2 separate regions of the Mus musculus genome follow, and region 2 is linked to region 1. A link is a contact called in public Hi-C data. All regions are on one chromosome and are shown on one strand. Each heading gives the region's core, a stretch centred on a gene start, on an enhancer-like site or on the middle of the called end of the contact. The rest is flanking DNA. Distances are from core to core; before and after follow the strand shown.

Evidence for each region. A called contact is a pair of places that touch in the nucleus more often than the background predicts.
Region 2: a Hi-C map of bone marrow-derived macrophages shows a contact between it and region 1, with 39 read pairs. The contact joins the promoter of Chadl here to the enhancer-like site in region 1. A contact is called at or near these places in 11 of 39 promoter capture datasets (the 3T3-L1 cell line, the C10 cell line, embryonic stem cells and 7 more), 3 of 15 datasets of contacts at CTCF or cohesin (embryonic stem cells, large pre-B cells and pro-B cells), 16 of 484 Hi-C or Micro-C datasets (B cells, Th1 cells, bone marrow-derived macrophages and 8 more), 10 of 115 datasets of contacts at active chromatin or transcription factors (the 230-238 cell line, bone marrow-derived macrophages, embryonic midbrain and 4 more) and 5 of 9 other capture datasets (adipose tissue, embryonic stem cells, liver and 2 more).

The regions. Positions count from the first base shown.
Region 1 is chr15:81,446,366-81,450,343 of GRCm38.p6, forward strand. It overlaps Xpnpep3 (X-prolyl aminopeptidase 3, mitochondrial), which reads left to right. Exons shown (of 10, transcript NM_001347075.1): 8 at 1,954-2,131. Among named protein-coding and RNA genes, the nearest start is that of Rbx1, 18 kb to the right of the region's middle. Within about 2 kb of position 2,031, at least 16 of the 459 cell types and tissues checked have an H3K27ac peak or open chromatin away from gene starts, as enhancers often do. A contact at or near this core is called in bone marrow-derived macrophages, where this site is marked.
Region 2 is chr15:81,695,393-81,699,370 of GRCm38.p6, forward strand. It overlaps Chadl (chondroadherin-like), which reads right to left and starts at 1,895. Exons shown (of 6, transcript NM_001164320.1): 1 at 1,837-1,895; 2 at 458-632. The coding sequence starts at 1,844.

The sequences.
Region 1 (3,978 bases), core at 781-3,280:
CAGTGACAAAATATATTTTCAAATCTCCAAATAGAGCTAGAGAGATGTCTCAGAGATTAAGAGTTCTTGCTTTTTCTTCCAGAGGACCCCTGTTGTGCAGTTGAGAAGCTGAAGACTTTAACTTGATAAAGAGTTAACGCCCAGGGGCTTAATGATGGCTCTGCAGTTACTGCACTTTTTTTTTTTAAAAGATTTATTTATTTATTATATGTAAGTACACTGTAGCTGTCTTCAGACACTCCAGAAGAGGGCGTCAGATCATGTTACAGATGGTTGTGAGCCACCATGTGGTTGCTGGGATTTGAACTTCGGACCTTCAGAAGAGCAGTCGGGTGCTCTTACCCACTGAGCCATTTCACCAGCCCGCACTTTTTTTTATTAGATATTTTTCTTCATTTACATTTCATGCTATCCTGAAAGTCCCCTATATCCTCCCACCACCCTGCTCCCCTGCTTTCACAGTTACTGCACATAATACTGTGTCATATGACTGCCTTTTGGATCTCAGCAATCACAATAGACTATATATTGTTTTTAAAGAGTTCAAGGCCAGCCTGGGCTACATTCTGAGGTTCTAATTTTAAAATGATCAGAACCAGCCAGTCGTGGTGGTGCATGCCTTTAATCCCAGCACCCGGGAGGCAGAGGCAGGTGGATTTCTGAGTTTGAAGCCAGCCTGGTCTACAGAGTGAGTTCCAGGACAGCCAGGGCTACACAGAGAAACCCTGTCTCAAAAAACCAAAAAAATAAAACAAAATAAAACAAAAAACAAAAAAAAAGACAAAGTAGCAAAAAGGCATCAGCAAAGTAAATTACAGTGTGTCTGGGATGGACTAGTAATGGAGATACTCTGTGTAATAATGGACATACTCTGTGTAGTAATGGACATATTCTGTGTAGTAATGGAGACACTCTGTGTAGTAATGGAGATACTCTGTAGTAATGGAGACACTCTGTGTAGTAATGGAGACACTCTGTGTAGTAATGGACATATTCTGTGTAGTAATGGAGACACTCTGTGTAGTAATGGAGATACTCTGTAGTAATGGAGACACTCTATGTAGTAATGGAGACACTCTGTGTAGTAATGGAGACACTGTAGTAATGGAGACACTCTGTAGTAATGGAGACACTCTATGTAGTAATGGAGATACTCTGTGTAGTAATGGAGACACTGTGTAGTAATGGAGATACTCTGTAGTAATGGAGACACTCTATGTAGTAATGGAGACACTCTGTGTAGTAATGGAGACACTCTGTGTAGTAATGGAGACGCTCTGTGTAGTAATGGAGATACTCTGTAGTAATGGAGACACTCTATGTAGTAATGGAGACACTCTGTGTAGTAATGGAGACACTCTGTGTAGTAATGGAGACACTCTGTGTAGTAATGGAGACACTCTGTGTAGTAATGGAGATACTCTGTAGTAATGGAGACACTCTATGTAGTAATGGAGATACTTTGTGTAGTAATGGAGACACTCTGTGTCGTAATGGAGATACTCTGTGTGGATAATAGGGAAATAAAGCTGAAGGGAAATGTGTGACTTTTCTTTCAGGCAGGATCTCACTAAGTAACCCAAGCTATTGCAAACATGCCATGTAGCCCAGGACAGCCTTAAAGATACAGTCCTGCCTCAGCCTACTGAGTGTTGGGATTACTGGGTCCTATACCACTATGCCCAGCTGAGAAGTTCATAAACCTTAAATGTTTAACCTGGAAAGGTAAATGGTAAGTACTTGCCTAGTATACACAAGGCTTTGGGTTTAAACTGCAGCACTAGGAAGAAATAAAAAGTAAAAAGGGATGGGGGAATGATTAAGTCAGTAATGTCTAAACTTCCACCTTAAGAAACTACTGAAGGTCCAGCAAGATGGCTGGCTGGTAAAACGCTGCGGCCAGGCCTGACTACTGGATACATAGCTCACTTTCCTTGGTTTTCCTGTGCTTAGATTCACCGCCCCTCAGGCAGAGCTCTATGAAGCTGTTCTGGAAATCCAAAGAGCTTGTTTGACTCTGTGTTCCCCTGGGACGAGCTTGGAGAACATCTACAGCATGATGCTGACGCTGATAGGACAGAAGCTTAAGGATCTGGGCATCACAAAGACCAGCAAGGAAAGCGCCTTCAAGGTACCTCCCTCCTCACGCCAGTCCTTCAGAAGGGCCAGCAACATGCTGCTCAGTTTTTGCCCTGCTTGGAAAAGCTAATTCTTTGTAAAGTGGATTTAGCTTTAACATGGATTGGATTAAAACAAAGGGAGTCAGTACTTCTTTTTGCCAGAAGATGGCAGCACATTCTGAGTCATTGCCTGCTAGAGAGCCAGTGCAGTACTCAGACACAAGATGAAGTCTATACAGGCAGAGAGTGGGAAGAACACAAACAAGGAGAGAGGGTTAACTCCTAATCCTTTGCTGGGGTTCTGGAGGTCAGAAGGGAGGCTGTTTATTGGCTCAGTTACACTATTGAAACTTTACAAAACGCCCAGTTTTGTCTACACCTAAATGTATGACATCCATTATAGTTGCAGACCCTGAGCCACACAAGCATTAGGCAGCCTCCATTTCCAAATTTACACTTCCAGGACTCCTATTACCAAAGAAAAGAAGTTATAAATTCCCTGAACCAAGCCAACAAATTTTTAATTAACAGAACTATCCATACCAGTAAACACAGAGTCCTGCCTACTCTACAACTTGACATGGGTAGAGTAGGCTACCCAGGAGAGATGTATGTCTTTTTTATTGCATTTATGGTGGGGACAAGTTCTTGTGTAACCCAGGCTTGCCTTGAACTCAGCAGCTGAGGATGGCTCTGGATTCTTGATCCTCCTATCTCCACAGACCAAGAGTTAGGATTCTAAGTGTGGGTTCATATTTTGTGTCTTCCTTTTTAAGACATATAAATTGTAAGGATAATAGAACATTGCTGTTCTTCCTTTCCCAAAAAAAGGCAATCTCCCCACCCCTTTGCTGGGGATCAAATAGAGGATGTGTGGTAGGCAAATCCACTGGAATTCCTTAGCCTGTGCATAATGCATTTGACAGTGGTCTATACAGTATACTATACTGTGCATAATACATTTGACAGTGAGGTGGAAAGCAGTATCGTAAGTGTGGATTGAGGAAGTAACAGTTTGCCAGACATGGACATGGTTAGGTGGGTAAAGTGCTTTCTAACACAAGCATGAGGACCTGACTTCAGATCCCTAGCATCCACATAAAAAGGTAGGTGTAGACGGGCGGTGGTGGCACACGCCTTTAATCCCAGCACTCAGAAGGCCGAGGCAGGCGAATTTCTGAGTTTGAGGACAGCCTGGTCTACAGAGTGAGTTCCAGGACAGTCAGGGCTACACAGAGAAACCCTGTTTGGGGGTGGGGGGGAAAGTAGGTGTATAGGCTAGATAGATGGCCCAGAGTTTGAGTTTGGGAGCACTGGCTGTTCTTCCAGAGGACTCGGGTTCCAGCACACACATAGAGGCTCAAAACCATCTGTAGCTACAGTTCCAAGGGATCTGATACCATCTTCAGGCCTCTTAGGTCATGAGATAGATACAAAGTACACATAGATACACAAAAAGACTGAGCACAGCAGCCTGTTCCCAAAGTCTCAGCTCTGGGAGCTAGAGACCAAAGGAACCTCTGGGGACTTGCTCACCACCTAATTAGCCAGCCATTGAGCTTCAAGCTCACCAAGAAGTCTTAAAAAAACACAGCTTGGAGGGGTGGGGAGCAGATGACAAGATAGTTCCATGTAGGGCTGGTGAGATGGCTCAGTGGTTAAGAGGGCCAACTGCTCTTCCGAAGGTCCCGAGTTCAAATCCCAGCAACCACATGGTGGCTCACAACCATCCGTAACGAAATCTGATGCCCTCTTCTGGAGTATCTGAGGACAGCTACAGTGTATTTACATATAATAAATAAATAAATCTTTAAAAAAAAAAAAAGATAGTTACATGTATAAAGTCACATGCCACCAA
Region 2 (3,978 bases), core at 645-3,144, 250 kb after region 1:
CCACCGGGCAAAAAAGTTTCTTATCCAGACACCCCCCGCCCCAGTTCACCCCAGGACCTGACACAAATACATTATTATTTGCAGGTCATCTAGGTATCTCAGCCACACGAAAAGGATTTTAAATAAATTATACTGCTATTGGCTTGTTTAGTTTATTTTTGTTGTTGCTATTTGTTGTAAACCTGGGTCTGGTTAGCTTGGACCTCACTCTGTAGACCAGGCTGGTCTTGAACTCAGAGACCTGCCTGCCTCTGCCTCCTGAGTCCTGGGGTTAAAGGTGTGTGTGTCATTGGATTTGGCCCTCACTGGTTATTTTTCTTCCCATTCAGACCTAGATAACCCAGGCTCAAGAAGCAGGAACCAGCCAGCCAGTGGTAGAGCCATTGGTGTAGCCCAGGCTCCTGCCACTCTTTCTTGCCACACTGCCAACCCATGCCAGGATTTTCCCTCTCCTGACCTCAGGGATGGTGTTTGGCACCTCGGTGAGGTTCTGGTGCCGGCAGGTAACATGCCGTCTTGAGTTGTCGCAGACACAGGTCTGTGGGCATCGCTGGGCAGCTACGTGCCAGGCTGGGCTCTGGAGCAACACCATGAACAGCAACAGCATAAAGACCCAGATGGAGCTCTGGGGCCTGGGAGAGAAGGGAGGAAGGGGCGGGGGAGAGAGAGAGACAGAGAGAAACAGACAGAGTGCTGCTGTCCATGGGGAACACCAATGCTAGTGGGCACTGAACCCCTGACCCAGGACAGCCCACTCCGGACTCAGGCCTTCATTCTCTGGGCACAGGAAAGTGCTACGGCTTGGTTCTCTTCCCTCACGTCATATGGGGGGAGGGAAGAGGAGCTTCTGTTATCAGCCCTGGTTTGGCAGCAGGAGGGAAGGCCCAGACCTAGCCCAGGTTTTAGGGTGGACTAGGAGGTCCAGATGCTGAAGAGCCTGAGAGATGCTGTCTCGGTAAAGCAGGCAGCCCAAGCCTCTGTGCCTGCTTCCCCTTTGTCCTCGTGTTACCTGAGTCCACACAGCTGACTGGCCTGTGACAGGGGAACTGAGGGCCTGAGTTATGTACTACGGGGGAGGTGGCAAGGTAGGTCTCATGTCTATTTATTGATGCACCCACCTACCTGTCCATCTCTCCACCTTGCAACTCCAGCCACTTGCCCATTTCTTCTTAGGGATGATTGTTGCCACCATGGCTCTCCTGGCCTCTTCCCACCCCTGTTCCACCCAACAGCCAGAGGGAATTTTCCAGAAACCTCCCTAGTGTCTCGCTGTCCCTGTGAGTGAAAAGTCCCAAATTCCTGGTGCCTCAAGAAGAATGTCTAGATTCTCCAACACACACCTTGAGTGGCACCACTGTTCAAACCGAGCAGCAGCGAATTCACTCAGCTCCCCCTGGTATATGCTTGGGTCGCAGGTAAGTTCTGAGCTGCCTTCCCTGATCCCACGGACCTCCCTGTAGTTGCTCCCAGGATTGTTACTGTCTGGCTTTGTCTCCTTTTAGTCCCAGAAGTCACCCCTTTCTCAGCGCTGACGGCCTTCTCTAGATTCTGGCTTGAGGGTCAGGGTAGGAAGGAGGCCTATTAGGCTGATAACTGAAGAGGAAAAAGGTTCAGGGCGAAGAGGACTGCCACAGATCCCACTTCATAAGGCTACAAAGCACTACCCCCACAGGATGCACAGGCACAGCTACCTCTGGGGTTGGTTTAGGGGCCACCTCTGGGGAACCTCAGGTACAGGAGGATCCCGTGGCTCCATAGCTGGCCTCTCAGAGGCACAAGCAGATAACTGACCCTCTCTAGCCATCTAGTTCTAACTCCCTGGGCCCCAAAACTCACCTCTCCATGCCGACTGGAACTGCCAGCCTTGTCTGGAGGCCCCACACAAGGGAAAGACCAGGGACAGTCCTTGCCTGGCCACCGGCAGTACCCACCCCCCTTTGCCCATGGGCTTGGCAGCCAGGACCGAGCTGAATGGGAAGCATTGTAAGCAGCCCAGCCGAGCTGGGGCTTCCCCAGCCTGTGGGCAGGGGGTGGGAGCAGAGGCTGGAGTTACAGGCTGCCATTGCAGCACAGGCTTAACAACGTGGCTCAGGCCTGAGTCCTTGGACTGGCCGGTGGGCATGGGTGGCGATGGAGATGGGGGGGGTGGTGTCTGGAGGAGCCTTTTGGTGGGTGAGCATCACTGGGCTCCTGTGGACTCCGCGCGACCCTAGGAAGAACTATTCAGCAACTGAAAGTTAAAAGCTAGCTCAGGAGGTTGCTGCAGGAGTTAAGGTAGGAGCCTGGAACCCAGGCACAGGGGAGCCCTTAACTCCTTCCTTTCCGTGAGCTTATGCACTCACACACACTGAAGCTGCTACACACACATAAATCTGTATCCTGCAACTATTCTCCTTCTCATGTGAACGTATTATTGAGGATATCCAAATTGGTGCCTAGCGTTATATCCACTTTCTAATGGATTATATGGTGTTTCATTCTATAAACAGACCTAAGGCGTAAACCAGGTGGTTGTGTACACCTTAGGAGATGGAACTAGAAGGGTTAAAGAACATACCAGACTTACCGGTTCATCTGAGATATTTTACATTTTTTTAGTTTTTTTTTTTTTTTAACTTTATATGTGAGTGGTCTATATGTGTAGAGTGCATTGAAGCATGGCTGGTACCCATAGAGACCAGAAGAGGGCGCCAGAGCCTCCAAAGTAGAATCACAGATATGTCAACCTCCATGTGAGGGATTTGAACCCAGGTCCTCTACAATGAGCCCCCTGTCTAGTCCTGTCTTAGATATTTTTACAGCTCCTCTTCTCCCCTCCCCTTTTTTCTGTTAGTGGAGTTAGAAATTCAAGGCCAGACTTTGGCTACATAGAAAGTTAAAGGCCAGCCTGGGATCACTGAAACCTTGTCCTGAAAATAAAAGGTAGCCGGGCGTGGTGGCACAGGCCTTTAATCCCAGCATTCGGGAGGCAGAGGCAGGCGGATTTCTGAGTTCGAGGCCAGCCTGGTCTACAAAGTGAGTTCCAGACAGCCAGGGCTACACAGAGAAACCCTGTCTCGGAAAAAAAAAAAAAAAGAAAGAAAAAGAAAAAGAAAAGGTGTATTTAAGCATGCATCTCTGGAGGATATATATGTATATATTTCAAAACTTCCAAGGCTGGATATGGTAGTACACACCTTTAGTTCCAGGAACTAACAACCAGACACAGCTACATAGTGTGACACTGTCTAAAAAACAAACCAACCCACAGACACTCTGCATCAAGAGACAGCACAGCTGGATCCCAGCAGACACTCACATACATTTCAGACCCGTGGTTCTGGTGCATGGCAGCTTTCAGTTTTCAGTGTTGTGTAATCCTGGTGTTGTGTAATCCTGGGTGGATTCAAAGTTGCTATGCATCTGAGATGGCTCTTGTCTCTGGCTCCAGCTTTGAAGTGCTGGGACAAAAGGTATGTGCCATCACCACTGAGATACGTAGTTGGTTGGTTGGTTTATTTATTTATTTAGGTTTTTGAGACAGGGTTTCTCTGTATAGCCTTGGCTGTCCTGGAACTCACTCTGTAGACCAGGCTGGTCTTGAACTCAGAAATCTGCCTGTCTCTGCCTCCCAAGTGCTGGGATTAAGGGCGTGCGCCACCACTGCCCAGCATGCCTGGGTGTATTTTAAGAATGTCTCACATAGCCCAGGCTAGCCTTCAATACACTGTAGCCAAGGAGTACTCAGAACACAAGATCCTCATCCTTTGACTCACAACGACTGGGATAAAAGGTGTATGCCTATCTCAAGGCCAGGGGGCAGGGATGTAAAAAACTAAGCCTTTCCTATTGCTACAAAATATCCAATGTATGGATGAATATACCACAAACATACTAAATGTAAGTGAGCTTAACTACTCATCTCCTCCACCTCCGTTTTATATCCAACGGAAGTCCCGTCGGCTCTGTGGCAGAGGACCTCCCTTGTATGAGCGGCTT